Regions from separate parts of the Scylla paramamosain genome. Here region 1 is linked to region 2. The links are chromatin contacts, called in public Hi-C maps. All regions are on one chromosome and are shown on one strand. Each heading gives the region's core, a stretch centred on a gene start, on an enhancer-like site or on the middle of the called end of the contact. The rest is flanking DNA. Distances are from core to core; before and after follow the strand shown. Region 1 holds the start of LOC135112698 (prominin-1-like). Region 2 overlaps LOC135112698 (prominin-1-like).

Evidence for each region. Hi-C and Micro-C count contacts between places; a contact is called where the count stands out from the background.
Region 1: a contact with region 2 is called in a Hi-C map of testis, with 3 times the contacts expected there. The contact joins the promoter of LOC135112698 here to the enhancer-like site in region 2. A contact is called at or near these places in 2 of 2 Hi-C or Micro-C datasets (muscle and testis).

Annotation. Positions count from the first base shown.
Region 1 is chr24:9,339,477-9,346,844 of ASM3559412v1, reverse strand. It overlaps LOC135112698 (prominin-1-like), which reads left to right and starts at 2,244. Exons shown (of 22, transcript XM_064027388.1): 1 at 2,244-2,359.
Region 2 is chr24:9,245,374-9,252,094 of ASM3559412v1, reverse strand. LOC135112698 (prominin-1-like) reads left to right here. Exons shown (of 22, transcript XM_064027388.1): 5 at 1,522-1,588; 6 at 2,940-3,104; 7 at 3,598-3,719; 8 at 4,731-4,757. Among protein-coding and RNA genes, the nearest start is that of LOC135112697, 44 kb to the right of the region's middle. Within about 2 kb of position 3,479, the one cell type or tissue checked has an H3K27ac peak away from gene starts, as active enhancers do.

The DNA.
Region 1 (7,368 bases), core at 995-3,494, 96 kb before region 2:
CCCTTTGCATATTATTCACTTAAATGACTTCGTTTTACTTAATATTAATTACTTCCATGATAAGTACTACTAAACCAATCTTAAGAACTGCAAATATTTAATCCTTACTTTTATTCCTTATGTAACTTTATCTTTCAAGGTTTAGGTAAATAAATATAAGACCGCAGGGAATGTAAAATTTTCTCCATTAGAGGGGAAATGGAGGTCTCAGTGAAAATGCCTCCGAGATAATCAGCAAATGCAAATAAGTTGTCAGAGGGGTTCCAAGAGTATGTTATTTCCAGCAACGCGGCTTTCAGAGAAGTTTTTAGTGTCTTTTAAGAGTGACACGGCAAGGATTTTATTATTTACTCTGGCGTAAAGAAAAATATACCTACTTAATGGCTGGGGAAAGTTGTTATTACGAGTCACTGTGTATGCATGTGAAATCTTACCTTCTTCTTTTTCCTGTTTTTTTGCCTCACCTTTTTTCCTTCTTGTTTTTCTTTCTGTTATTGTTCTTGCTTTTGTGTTTCTTCTTGTTCTTGTTCTTGTTTTTGTGTTTCTTCTTGTTCTTGTTCTTCTCGTCCGTCTTGTTCTTGTTCTCCTTCTTGCTCTTGTCCTTCTTCCTGTTTTGTTGTTGTTGTTGTTGTTGTTGTTGTTGCTGCTGCTGCTGCTGCTGCTGCTGCTGCTGCTGCTGGTGTTCTCTGTCCTTGTTCTTGTTTCTTCTTCTTCTTCTTCTTCTTCTTCTTCTTCTTCTTCTTCTTCTCCTCCTCCTCCTCCTCCTCCTCCTCCTCTTCTTCCTTGTCAGCCTCAGTATCATTATCAGCAATAACGCAATTTCCTGTGCTAAAAAGGGTCGAAAGATAAAGCGAAAAGATGCCTTGCCGGAGCCAGTATGCAGGGATGAGGTCGACTCGCCTCGCTGAAAATGGGATGAAAATGTGAAGAAAATGACAACAACACACACTGAGAACCTCTGGGGGTAACTATTAATAATTCCTGGATATCATTTGCATGGTGATATTATTATTCCAGTCTCTCTCTCTCTCTCTCTCTCTCTCTCTCTCTCTCTCTCTCTCTCTCTCTCTCTCTCTCTCTCTCTAAGAATGTGAGTATAAAGCGTCCTACAAGGTCAGGTCATGTCAAATAATTAATGTCAGTGATAATGTGCAGGTGAACCAGGTAAGTCAGATCGGTAATCATCGGTGACAGGAGCAGTAGAGGTCATGACGCTTCTAATTTACTAAATGTTACTCATCCCTCGCCATTATTAAGTTATTCAGACTCCTTGTAATTTCATGACTGGGTTGCGCGGGCACGCTCTCATTTATTTTACCTCCAGGCTGCTAAATACAATGTACACAAATGTCGTTTGCTTGGTCATGCGTGCTACATTAGGTCACGTAGCAGGGTACTCTCATTTTTAGCCTTGTTTACAGCACCTGATCAGCGGTTGGTTGCGTCGGGTTGAGGTTAGGCGGTTATTTACTTTTTTTTTTTTTTTTTTTTTTTTTTTTTTTGCAGTCGTCTCCGGCAAGAAGTGAACAGCCTTAAAATGGCTACGGGGTGGACAAGGAGTTGCTTTTGCCTGTACGCACCAAGGTCTTCTCCCCCCACTGTCTGCTCGCCGCTTGGTTCATCATACCGCTCCCACTTGTCCTTACCAAACCAATTCCTCGATTCAGCGTATGTTCTCACACTTATGTGTCAAGCTCACTCTGTGATTTACCCTTCAAACTGCTTATTGCTTTCTGATGCAGTTATTTTGCTTATGCAATACGTAGTTTATTCGCAAAAGGTCCCGTGAGATGAAGGCGAGGGCACGTCATGTTGAGTGGCTGCTGGACGGCTGCTGCTGGGCTGTTGACTCCTGCATTCATTTTTGGCAATCGTGTTTAAAAAGTGCAGTATACTTCACTTCCTCGAGGACCAGTCATGTAGGAGGCCATGAGTTTTCTTAGTTTAGGGTATGGCAGTGCCAAAGTCGTTTTGTATAACTTGTTGTGAGGTGCTGGGGTACGTAGAGGAAAATAAATAAAACAGGTTGAATGTGGGCGCAGAGGCAGAGCGAGGGTGGGGGCGATCATCGTGCGCCGCTGCCACGCTTACGATTATACAAACAGTTCTTCCGTATTAACTCCAATAGTACTTTACAAGAATCACTTATATTATCAGGATACACTTAAAACTTATGCATATCAACGTATTCAGATACAAATATCATACACCGGCAGGGAGGTTATCGACTGTACGACAACTTGTGCCTCGATGTCGTTACCTTGTAAACAAGAGTTAGTTCTCAGTGAGGTGGTGAGCGGGAGGGTTCGTGATTTTCGTTCGGTGTGACGTAGACTAAAGGCGAACAGTCCTGAGGAAGGTAGGTTAACTGTGCTGTCTTGTGTCCAAACGTGCGAAGGCATGAATGTATGGCAGTGGAGGGCGTTTCTGGGGTGCGGAAGCTGTGGGGGGAGTGTAGGGCAGGCCGCACACAAGTGGATTTGGCTGCCGGGCCTGACGCTGTGTTCCTCTCGGGCAGGAAGGGCCGCTCGGACGCCTTGCATCTGCCTTACTCACATTTCGCTTTGTGTGGGAGCTGGGAGTGCCTCAGACTCAGTGGCGAGCGTTCAGTGCCAAGGCTTCGCGGTGGTGCTGGAGGCGGGAAGCGTTGCTCTCAATATTCGTGAGCTTTGAGGCATGGTCTTCCGCCCGGGGTTGTTCAAATCCCGCCCTTGCCCTCCCAACATTCCTCGCAGGTCATCTTGCCCCGGGCGGTCATGCTATTGAGATGCCTAGAGATTGACGTTAACCCTTATCGCTGTGATCCACGCGTGACCTCTTATGGGGAGCCTGTGTCATGTCATCCTTCCCTGCCTTACTCCTTCCTCCCGCGGGTTGGCCTGCCTTCCCTCCCACGCCCCCGTTCCCTCCTACAGGCCCCACATTCACACCGCAGCTCTTGATCGATCTTGCACTGCGGGGGCGAGGGAGGGAGGGATGCCAGCTGGGAGAGATAAGAGGAGGCAGGGGCAGAGAGGTGCGGCAGGGACTGGCTATTGACATGGGGAGTCCTGTGCTGGCCGCCCCAAGCTGCCCCGCCGGGTAGTGGCAGCCTGATGGGAACCAGCATGGATGGGTTGACGACCTTCGCAGGCGACAAGAAGCGTGGGTCTGGCGTAGTGGGTCGTGACGAGGGACGAGGACGTGTTGGGGGATGACAAGTTCCCTCTGGTGGTATTCATGTCATGACAGTTGACAGCTGGTCGGGCGAGGAGCTTCGCCGTGTGGGACAGAGCGAGATGGAAATGCCGAGCGCGTCGCTGTGAAATACACATGGAAGACGTTTATATTCGGTTATTATTCATGTGTTCATATTTTAAAGTCATTATCCGGGGAAGTGTTAGGGAGTGGGGCAGCTCGCTTTGTCCCTCCGCTGTGAGCTGTCCGTGCCGGGAGCCATCTGTCGGCCACCGTCATAATTACGGCGACCACTGGGAACAGTGGCTCACTATGCCGCGGGCGTAGCAAGACGGTGCGTCGGGGAGATGAAGGGAAAAGTTATTGTATTATATTACACTGTATAATATGAGTTTGAGGTAAAAATAAACCGCGGCATCGTTTTACTTGTTTATTTGTGCCTTGAGTAGATTCAGTTAAACAAAGAAGCACAGTAATGCCAGGCCAGCGAGTGGTGGTGTGGGTGGGGGTGCCGAGGGAGTAGCGGGGTGGGCGTCCCATCGACCCTGGAGCCGCGGCAGGAGTGCGGCCCGGCAGATGGCGGGCCGCACGGCGGGGGGCGGGAGGGGTTCCTTCTGCCCGGCTCATTCTGAGGTCTCCAGCCAGCGGGAGCCGCGATCACGCTGCTCCGGCGCTACGCTCACACGGCGTTAGGCACCATAGTAAGGAAACACCGTGATGAATTTTGCATCTTTGGCTCGTTACGCAGATCTTGCAGCGGCTGAGCACTGCCTGGGTGCAGCGGGAGGCTTGCCGTGCTGTGAAGCGTGACGGATATGTGGCACTGTGCCGCGAGGGGAATGGAGCATGGAGGGAGGGGATAATAGGAAACCAATGGGTTTGAGGCAGGGAAGAGTGTGATGGGATGTGGCGGAGGTGGTGGTGGCGGCGATGGCAGAAGAGGAGGAGGAGGAGGAGGAGGGCGGGGAGTGGGTGCGCGTTGGGTGGGCGGCGCTGGATGTGAACGAAGGGAGAATCGATACAAACTGCCCTTCCTACACTTCACGTTTTGGCCTCTCCTTTCCCGGAGGTAGATTGTATTTATTCATTTTCTTTATATTCCATCGGCGCCGCCCGCGTGAGGGTATGCGCGCTGAGCACGGATCGTTCCGGGAAAGATGTGTGTGTGTGTGTGTGTGTGTGTGTGTGTGTGTGTGTGTTGCTTCCAGGTACGTAATTTTCCGCCACCGTCTTGGGAGAAGTTTTGTCGCTGGTGGAGGAAGCGTGTCCCTTCATATCATCTTCGCTCATATCTCCTCCTCCTCCTCCTCCTCCTCCTCCTCCTCCTCCTCCTCCTCCTCCTCCTCCTCCTCCTCCTCCTCCTCCTCCTCCACCACCACCACCACCACCACCACCACCGCTACTCGCCCATCGCACCTTCAACACACTCAACATTTAGGAAGAAACTGACTCTTTACTTATTCAGCACACTCACCGGCTCGCATTATGTACCGTGAAGAAGAGGCAAGGAGGGCTGGCTGGCTGGCTGACCGTGTACATGTTCCCGCTGGTGTTCCGTAAGAGTAAATCCAGGAAGAGGTTGAAAAGATGAAAAAAAAAAAGGAAAGGTCATTAACCATGCAAGACGCCGAAGGTGATTTGATGTTCGTCTTTCATTTGAAGGTCAAGGTTTATATAGAGGCTAGCAACAGACTTTCCTTGTTGCAATTAACTGTGCTTTTAATCACGGCAGACTATTATTGAGGGAGTTAGTGGCTCTGGTGAAATGTTTACACAGTTTTCACTTGACTCTAGTGTGTTCTCATTCATTCACTTAAGAGCATGTGTTCTTAAACGGTTTGGGCTTTCATGACTATTTTCCAAAGGCCACACAGGTGATTGGTCAGGTTCTCATCGGCGCTTCTTTTCTGTAATTATGTAGAATCCTTGTTCAGATATACTAAAATCACGAAAGTACTCTTGGAAACACTAATAACGTAGTCGAGAAGCAGTAATGTTTGAGAATATGGATAATAATTCTGTAAGTAGATAATAAAGTATAGTCGAGATGAGATGCTTGCTGAAGCGTTTGAGAATATGGATGATGATTTTGTAACGCCTTTATAAATCACTATACTAACAGCCTCATAATTTTGGACAGGCCACTCTTGACTTCTTTGTGCAGTTTTTTTTTTTCAGTCTTTTATTGCCCTAGATCAGTCTTTCACCCATAAAAAAGAAAAAAAATAAAAGCCAAGTGGTGAGGAGTTAGCATTTCAATATATCACAATTATGGGATTGCGAAAAGCGATGTAGACACGGCACGACATGATTAGTGTAACGGAACGCGCGGGGATGTATGTTTGTGTGTATGTTTGTGGTGGTGATGCAATGTTTGACTTACAGCTACACGTATGGGACGCTCTCGTAATCCTCATCTCTTGTATACATAAGAATCCAGCGTAACGTGTTCAGGTAGTCAGCCAGGTAGCAAGTGAGTCAGTTGGCGCGGTGTTTGTTAATATTCAGCAAAATATTCGGAGCGATTGTTGACTTAACGGAGGCAGTGTTATGGGATGCAACGCGTAAACACTTGATCCACGAAGGGGCAAACGTACGTGGTAGATATTAGTTGCAAAAATGAAGTGCAGGAAGGAAGAAGTAATGCTTGGGTTCATTATACTTATTGCACTTAATAGCGGATATGATGCGTTAAAGAATCTCATCGCGTTTCCCAGCCTCTCCCTCTCCCTTCCTGCATATCCACCTCTCTCTTACCTGTATATCCACCTCTTACTCACCTGTCGCACCTGTCGCCACCCACACACCGCAAAGCCTCCACCGTCACACACACACACTCACAAACACACACCGGAAAAAAAAAAATCACTGCCTCGTTTTTCATGCAATCCAAGTATATGTTTCCGATATCAGCAACACCCACGGCCCCGCAACACCCGCCGCTGTGGACACGCATAGGCACGCCACTCTGCAGGAAAAAAGCGCGCTGGGAAGGCATAAAACTCAGTGGATTCAGCGTGTTCGCGGCAAATTGTGGGGACCATTAAAATATTGCCTCACCTGGCGGCGCGGGGGGAGGGGGGTGGAGGGGAAGGGTTGGAGGGAAGGGGGGACACCTGTACTAGTATTTCCCAGCGAACAGGAGAGTCCATCCACCTTTTCACTCTTTTTCCGGACGGGTAATTTTGCGCCTGAAACTCCTCTCTCCATGAACGTCCTCTGCCTTGGGTGTGGGAGGTGGTGGGGCCAGGTGGGGTGTTGGGGGGTGAGTGGGTAGTGGTTTGAGTGTTGCCTTGAGTGGTAGGTTGAGTGTTGTCTCGGGTGTGGGTGCTGGTGGAGGGTTGGGTGTTGGGTGGTGGGTGTTGCCTTGGCTCAGTGTGGATGGGAAATTGAAACCAGATTGACAGATTGGTGCAACTTGATCAGGTTTGTGAGGTTGTGTAATGGCGGGGAGTTGTAGTTTCGTAACCAAAGGCGATGTGAAATGGGGAGGAAATCTTGTAATTTAAAGATGCCGATTCAGATTTATTGTGTTTATCTATGTAACTGTTTCTTTCTCTTTTACGTCACTTCGGAAAACTGTGTTTGTTTTTTCCCTTGACGCGTGATAACAGAAGTGTGACGCGCCGGTCGCTGAGCAGACGTTATCATCACTACCATCACCATCATCACCATCGTCATCACGCAGATGGTACCGGTCTTAAGTTTGATGGGGATCAGAGTCTTGCTGAGTCACGCTAAAAGAAAGGACGTGGAAGTATCATCGCTGCGTCTCGAGGAATTACGCAACGACTTGTATTTCTCAACACGGTGATATTCTTGAGAAAATGGTCTTCTTTTCTCAACTTAGCCTCGAGTCGTACAAAAATCTTGTTGCGTGCTCACTGCAAAGCTTGAACGTTAGGTTAGAGACCATGGAGAGAGAGAGAGAGAGAGAGAGAGAGAGAGAGAGAGAGAGAGAGAGAGAGAGAGAGAGAGAGAGTCATAAACTCATAAAATAATGAACTGTAAAACCATGAACTTGACTCATGAGGGAGAATCACGAGACAGTTACGCCGGAAGACTGGTAGGAGACTAGAAGACTTGAAGATGAGTAAAAAACAAAACAAAAATAATAAAAACAAAACACCAGTCAAGTCATAGCGAGAAGGGCGGTGTCCTCGATGAGTCACCGGGCAGAGTCCCTCAGGC
Region 2 (6,721 bases), core at 2,230-4,729:
ATTTTTTCATGATATAAATATTTTGTGTTAGTAACCTCATATATCACTTGTTTTTCTGTCTGTTCTGTACTTTGTTTTTCCTCTTCATGTTCATCTGATCTATATTCCACTGGTGTGTTCTTTTTCATTAAATGTTCTTTGTTCTCTTAGGATTGTCATTTTTTCCTAGTGATATAAGTGTATTGTGTTAGTAGTCTCATATCTCACTTGTTGTTTGTTGTCCACCTGTTTTCTCTTTCATTAATTTTTGCTGTACTGTCTTATTATGTTTTACTGTACCCCTGTTTGCTCTGCTCAGTGATGTTTTCCCTCAAGATATAATGTCAGTAATCGCATATCTCTTTTCCTTATCTTTTTTTTTTTTTTCTCTCATTCATCCCTGCCACATTTCACACTGTCTTCCTCTCTTCACCTGCCTCACATCACCATCACTCTTCAGTTAGTGGTTATCTCATTTACTCTTTTCTGTGTCATTCCTTTAACCTTCACTATTCTCTCACTCTTACATTCCCACACCCTCATCTACTCATCCCTGCTACATTTCATTGTCATCTCTTCACCTACCTCATATCCATTAATTATTGTCTCATTTACACCTCTCAGTTCCATCCCTCTGTAACTTACCTGCACTATATCCTCCTATTCTTTTGCCTTTCCACACCCTCATCCCTCTCATAACCTTCCCTCTTGTGGTTCATTTGTCCCTCTTCTCTTGTATAGTTATCTAAATTTCCTGCTCTTCTCTCTCTGTTTGGTTTGCATTGATCCTTTCACTGCTAGACAGATTTTCTTCTTTAATACTTATAACTCTTTAGAGACTAATTTTGTGCTTAGCTTTCATAAATATTTCTGTAGCTTAAAAGACAAAATTAACTTCATTTCCCTTTTCTTTTCTCTTTTGTCTTCCTCCAAACAGTTTTTACAGAGCTAGGAAGGTTAAGGAAGGATGACCATAGCAGCAAGAGGGTTAAGGAGTGTTGATTGATAACCTGAACAGAACACACTTGCTTTATGGGGTCCACAGACTGTTAGCACTGAATGTCATTGCCTTTGTCAGGAGTCCAGGGAAGCTCAGTGGTTCACTAGGGATGGCTGGGTACAGACTGGGAGCTGATATTGCAATGTTCCCTGGTTTATATCTTTCTTTTTATTCCTCTCTCTCTCTCTCTCTCTCTCTCTCTCTCTCTCTCTCTCTCTCTCTCTCTCTCTCTCTCTCTCTCTCTCTCTCTCTCTCTCTCTCTCTCTCTCTCTCTCTCTCTCTCTCTCTCTCTCTCTCTCTCTCTCTCTCTCTCTCTCTCTCTCTCTCTCTCTCTCTCTCTCTCTCTCTCGTGAGCTGCCTCCTCCTTGTTTTTTTCCTTGTGTACCTCCTCCTCTTCCTCTTCCCCGTCCTCCACCTCCTCCTATTTAGTTCCCTCACAATCTCACCAAAATATCCTCTATAAGAAATCCTTCCCATTTTTACTTGTTTTATGGATAACATTTGTGGAGTATTGAGGTGTAATGAAATCTGTTGTGTTGCAGGAGGTACAGAACTTGCTGGTGAGGAACTACAGGGAGCTGGAGAGTGTCCTGTACAACAAGCTGGACAGTAAGTATCCTCCCCCACCATTCTCGGTTCTTCTTCAGGATCCTCAACTACTTTCCACTATTTTTAAAATACTAATTGAAGATACATGGGTTTTTTAAGGGGTGTTTTTTATGGTTGGACCTACAAATTAACAAGATTTCAACATTATCAACATGAGAAATACTCTTGTGAACATGACTAATTGTCTCTGGACCTTGAAAATAGTTTGTGGTAAGTGATCAAGGTGTTTCTGAATACAAACCTAAATAATTTCCCTTGGGTATACTTATGGCCTGCACAGTATCTGGTAAACTTTAAAGCTTTTTGACCTATTTTTTGCCTTGAGGCAATGCACAGTGTTACTCTGCATCATAACAGCATTTAATTTACAAATGTCATAGCATTTAGTTTACAAACATGTCTTCAGATTGGAACTTAAATACAGCTTTTGACAGACACATTGTTTGTCCTGAGCTGATTCCTAGTGTTGTTTTGCATTGTAATAGCATTCAGTTTACAAAATATTTTTTCATAGTGGAACTTACACATGGATAATGTTTCATATACTAAACTAAATTTTAATTTCTTCATAGTATGGTGCATGAAGCAAGCTTTTAAATGTGCAATTTCTCTCTCTCTCTCTCTCTCTCTCTCTCTCTCTCTCTCTCTCTCTCTCTCTCTCTCTCTCTCTCTCTCTCTCTCTCTCTCTCTCTCTCTCTCTCTCTCTCTCTCTCTCTCTCTCTCTCTCTCTCTCTCTCTCTATATATATATATATATATATATATATATATATATATATATATATATATATATATATATATATATATATATAGATAGATAGATAGATAGATAGATAGATAGATAGATAGATAGATAGATAGACAGATAGACAGATAAATAGATATTCAGTTCAACAAGTGATCACTACAGATTATTTGAAGAAGTGATATTGTTTCATCCTCATAACTACTTCTATAAATACATACTGAATGCTTCTTTTCACAGTCTTCTTTATGGTATGTGCATATTGAAAGCATTGTATCTCTTGTTCAGATGCATAATTAGGAGTTAGGTGTTTATTACATGACTGAAGGTGTGAATGTGCTCATTGGGAATGAGTGCTTTCTCTCTCTCTCTCTCTCTCTCTCTCTCTCTCTCTCTCTCTCTCTCTCTCTCTCTCTCTCTCTCTCTCTCTCTCTCTCTCTCTCTCTCTCTCTCTCTCTCTCTCTCTCTCTCTCTCTCTCTCTCTCTCTCTCTCTCTCTCTCTCTCTCTTTCTGATGGTATGAATAAATTGGTGTGGGTGTGGGAATGAGTGTTCCTTCTCTGATGGTGTGAATAGTGTGCTGCAGTGGTGATGGTTGGTGTCCCCAGGTAGTGGAGAGCTGGTGAAGAGTGAGCTGGCAAGGGTGACCAAGGCTGTGGCCATTGACAACCTGACAGCCATTGCCTCCAGCCTCTCAGTGATCAAGCAGGACCTTGGGGAGATCAAGAACACCACCATCCAGCTGCAGGACCAGACATCCAACCTGCGCAGTGGTCAGTCCCAGTGCCTCGCGGGCCTGCTGTGATGTACACACACACACACACACACACACACACACACACACACACACACACACACACACACACACACACACACACACACACACACACACACACACACACACACACACACACACACACACACACACACACACACACACACACACACACACACACACACACACACACACACACACACACACACTGGTTTCCCAGGCTAGGTGCTCCTGATGGTCATTCCTGATTGTCCCACTATGCCCAAGGTGTCAGTGTTTATAAAAGAATTTGTTATATATTGTAATATCCAGGGCATTCCATTTCTAAGGGCTGTTGATAGCGTCCCAAATAGTGTTATTGCTCAGTCATAAGGGGTCAATTTCTAGTCCTCTGTGTACAGATATATTTACAGCAGTAGTGAATAAAGTGTAATGAAATCCAGTAGTGGCAGTATTGCTAAGGGGTGGTGTTGGTGTGTTGGTGTGTGCAGGGCTGGAGGATGTGGCGTCGCGGCTGAAGGAACTGTACAACTCCTGTGAGTCTCTGCCTGAGTGCCGACAGCTCATCACCAAGTATGCTGACAAGCTCACCATCAACAATGACTTTGATCAGGTATGCACCATTATGACCTGCATGGAACTACATACACATCTGACTTCTGTAATTCTAACAAAATAAAAGTACAAGATTGTATTGTCACTGAGAGTGCAATGGTATAAATTTTATATAAAAAAGAAAAGAGAATAAGTCTCTGTTGATTTTGTATTTGAAATTCCATGAGAAGTGATTACATATACTAGAAATGTTGGGCAGAATTTGCTCTTTTTGTCATTAAGTTGTTGTGCAGATGAAAATTGGCAAGAACATTGTGATGCTGATAATACGAACTTTCCTCTAAGTAAAGGCATGGATGGAATATTTTCACAAGCCTCAGATCAGTGTCGCATCTTCTATGCATTGCGTGACTTTCGAGACCAACAGCAAACAAGTCAGACCTTGGCATTCACTCATAACTGCACTTATGGCCTTTTGACTTGCTTTTTATGTGTTTGTAGTTTGTACTCACAGTTCATCATCTGAACCTCAGCCTAAAATTGGCATTACTTATATATGTAAATTAGTGTTAGCCTAATTTGATCTTCCACCCTAACCAAGCACCACTAGCAGGCTCCTTGGGAGACTAACAGGTGTTTCAGGACAGAGTGATACCTGCTGTAGGGTGTTTCTGTAGTATGTTAGACTTCAGCTCAGTCATAGCACAGAGATGTGCAACCAGTGTCTGCTGTGCCCATGACATGCTGGGTCTGTGGATGATGGTGCATATCCTGGCTTTGTGATCAGCTGGACATTATTAACTGAGATCATGAGGGTTTTGGCATAACAAGTGTGAGCTGAACTTCTGTGAGTGTTGTGGTTAAAGTCATAGTGTTAGCCTAGTACTGTTACAGTGTTATATATTAACTTGAGATAGATCATTAGTTCAGCCTAATGGCCTAGTTGATAGCTGTTCCCTTAGCTGAGTTGTGTGCAGGTATTAGTGGACAGAACCACTGTGAGGCAGAAGCTCAGCAACACAGTGGTAGACCAGGGTGATGGCACTAACATGTGGTTCCTTCCTCACAGTATCTGAAGACCGATGTTTTGCCTCAGGTAACTTGGCCAGCATGTAATGTAACAATCTTAACGTTTACACTTTGTCCTGGCAATTGCTTTCCCCCCTTTACTACCTCATTTATTTGTTTGTTTTCAAAAATACCCTCCTCAAAGGCAAGAGTCCAATGCATGAATTGTGAAATAACCAAGTAATCATTCAGTCTCATTTTCTGCATGATGAATTGTAATACTAATAAGCATCAATATGCATGGCATGGCCTGTAGTTAACACTAAATTTTTTGAAACTTTGTAGAAAATTTCAATGGCTTATATGAACATATATGTTATTAAGTATTTATATCAATTTCAAGTATTTTCTCCTAAGATACTTTTCAAAATTAAAAGCATGTTGATTTTTAATATACGTAGGTATGTATTTTAATTTTGTTCATGATTATATATATATATATATATATATATATATATATATATATATATATATATATATATATATATATATATATATATATATATATATATATATATATATATATATATATATATATATATATTATATCTGTGTCCTACATACCTCAAAATGTTTCATGCTGTAGGATCTCCACAGTGTTGCCTTGCTCCTCTTCTCTTTGAGCGTGCAAAGTGTGCCTTGTCCTGTTCACTCCATAACAATGCTAGAACATAAATTACCCATATAGCCTCGGAATAAGAATAAAAAGTAGATTAGGCCATTGAATGTAGATGTCCATATATCAGTGAACTGTTTGTATGAGTATGTAGAGCATATCCTAGAGATAAGTTACCAAATCAGCTGATGTTGTAAAAGGAAAGAAACTAATACAGCTAATGCAAGTAGGATCAACTTGTGTCAGGACTGAGCCTCATGCCATTCAGAGACAGATGACCTCATTCCTCTGTGTGTTGGTCTGGTCCTGTGGTGTGAGGCTCATCCTCCTTGCTGATGGTTGTCAGCTCTGTTACCTGCACAGCTCTCAACTTTTGGCATATTTGTGGAGTCAAGCTTTGAAAATTTTCGGGGAATTGAAAATGAAGAATTATATTTCAATACAGATGCTGGTAATAAAGTGATAGTTAAGTGCAGTGTTGGCAGTACATGTGCTGGTGGAAAGAGGACAGCCTGGCAGAGGGATTAATATGGCTTCTTATATAGTTATTGCTCCATAAAGGGCCATATAAATCCTTGCCTGATTAAATGAAAATGCTCAAGCCAGTCACTATTGCTACTGGCTTGTATAATCTAAATATGGAAAAAGTAATTGTGGAAATTTGATTTATAGATGTCAGTGACTAACAGACATGTTAAACACATCCAGTGGAATAAATAAAAATATAATTGGCAACATTGAGGTTAGAAATAATGAAACCAATATAAAGGATGAGTAATTAGCATTGACAGAATGGTATATATCATTCTTTATGAGTTGTGTGTAAACAATGCAGCATTTCACATGTTATTATTTATTAGTGGTGCAGGAATGTGGTGGCTGCACTGCCCACCACCCACCATGAGGTGCAGCCACTCAGTAGACCTGCCTCACATGGGGCAGGGGACCTGGACAGCCTTGGTCAGTGGCTTCCTCAGTGAAGGTCATCCCAAAATCAAGGCTGCTGTCATCAGAGGAGGGCATCCAAGAAAGGAAACTTTTTGCTCCAAATAAATGCTTATGAGACTTGAGGGATGATGAGCCCATAAGGGAAAATATGGATATTAAATGAAACTCTTAATTTTCAACAAGCTCAAGCTTCAAAAATTATCTGTTGAATTTTAATTACACAATGGATCCCTCCGTCCCTGTTTGTATTTGCAATTCTCCCTGCTGCCAGGCACAGATCATGTGTGTCCACACTGCAGCATGAAGAATTCAGAGCACCCAAGAACTTTTTTTATCCTTGTATGTTGATGCAAGGGTCACCATGTCAGTCAGTAACCATTTATTGAAACATGATCAAGTAACATAAATTCGTTGATGTCTGCAATTGT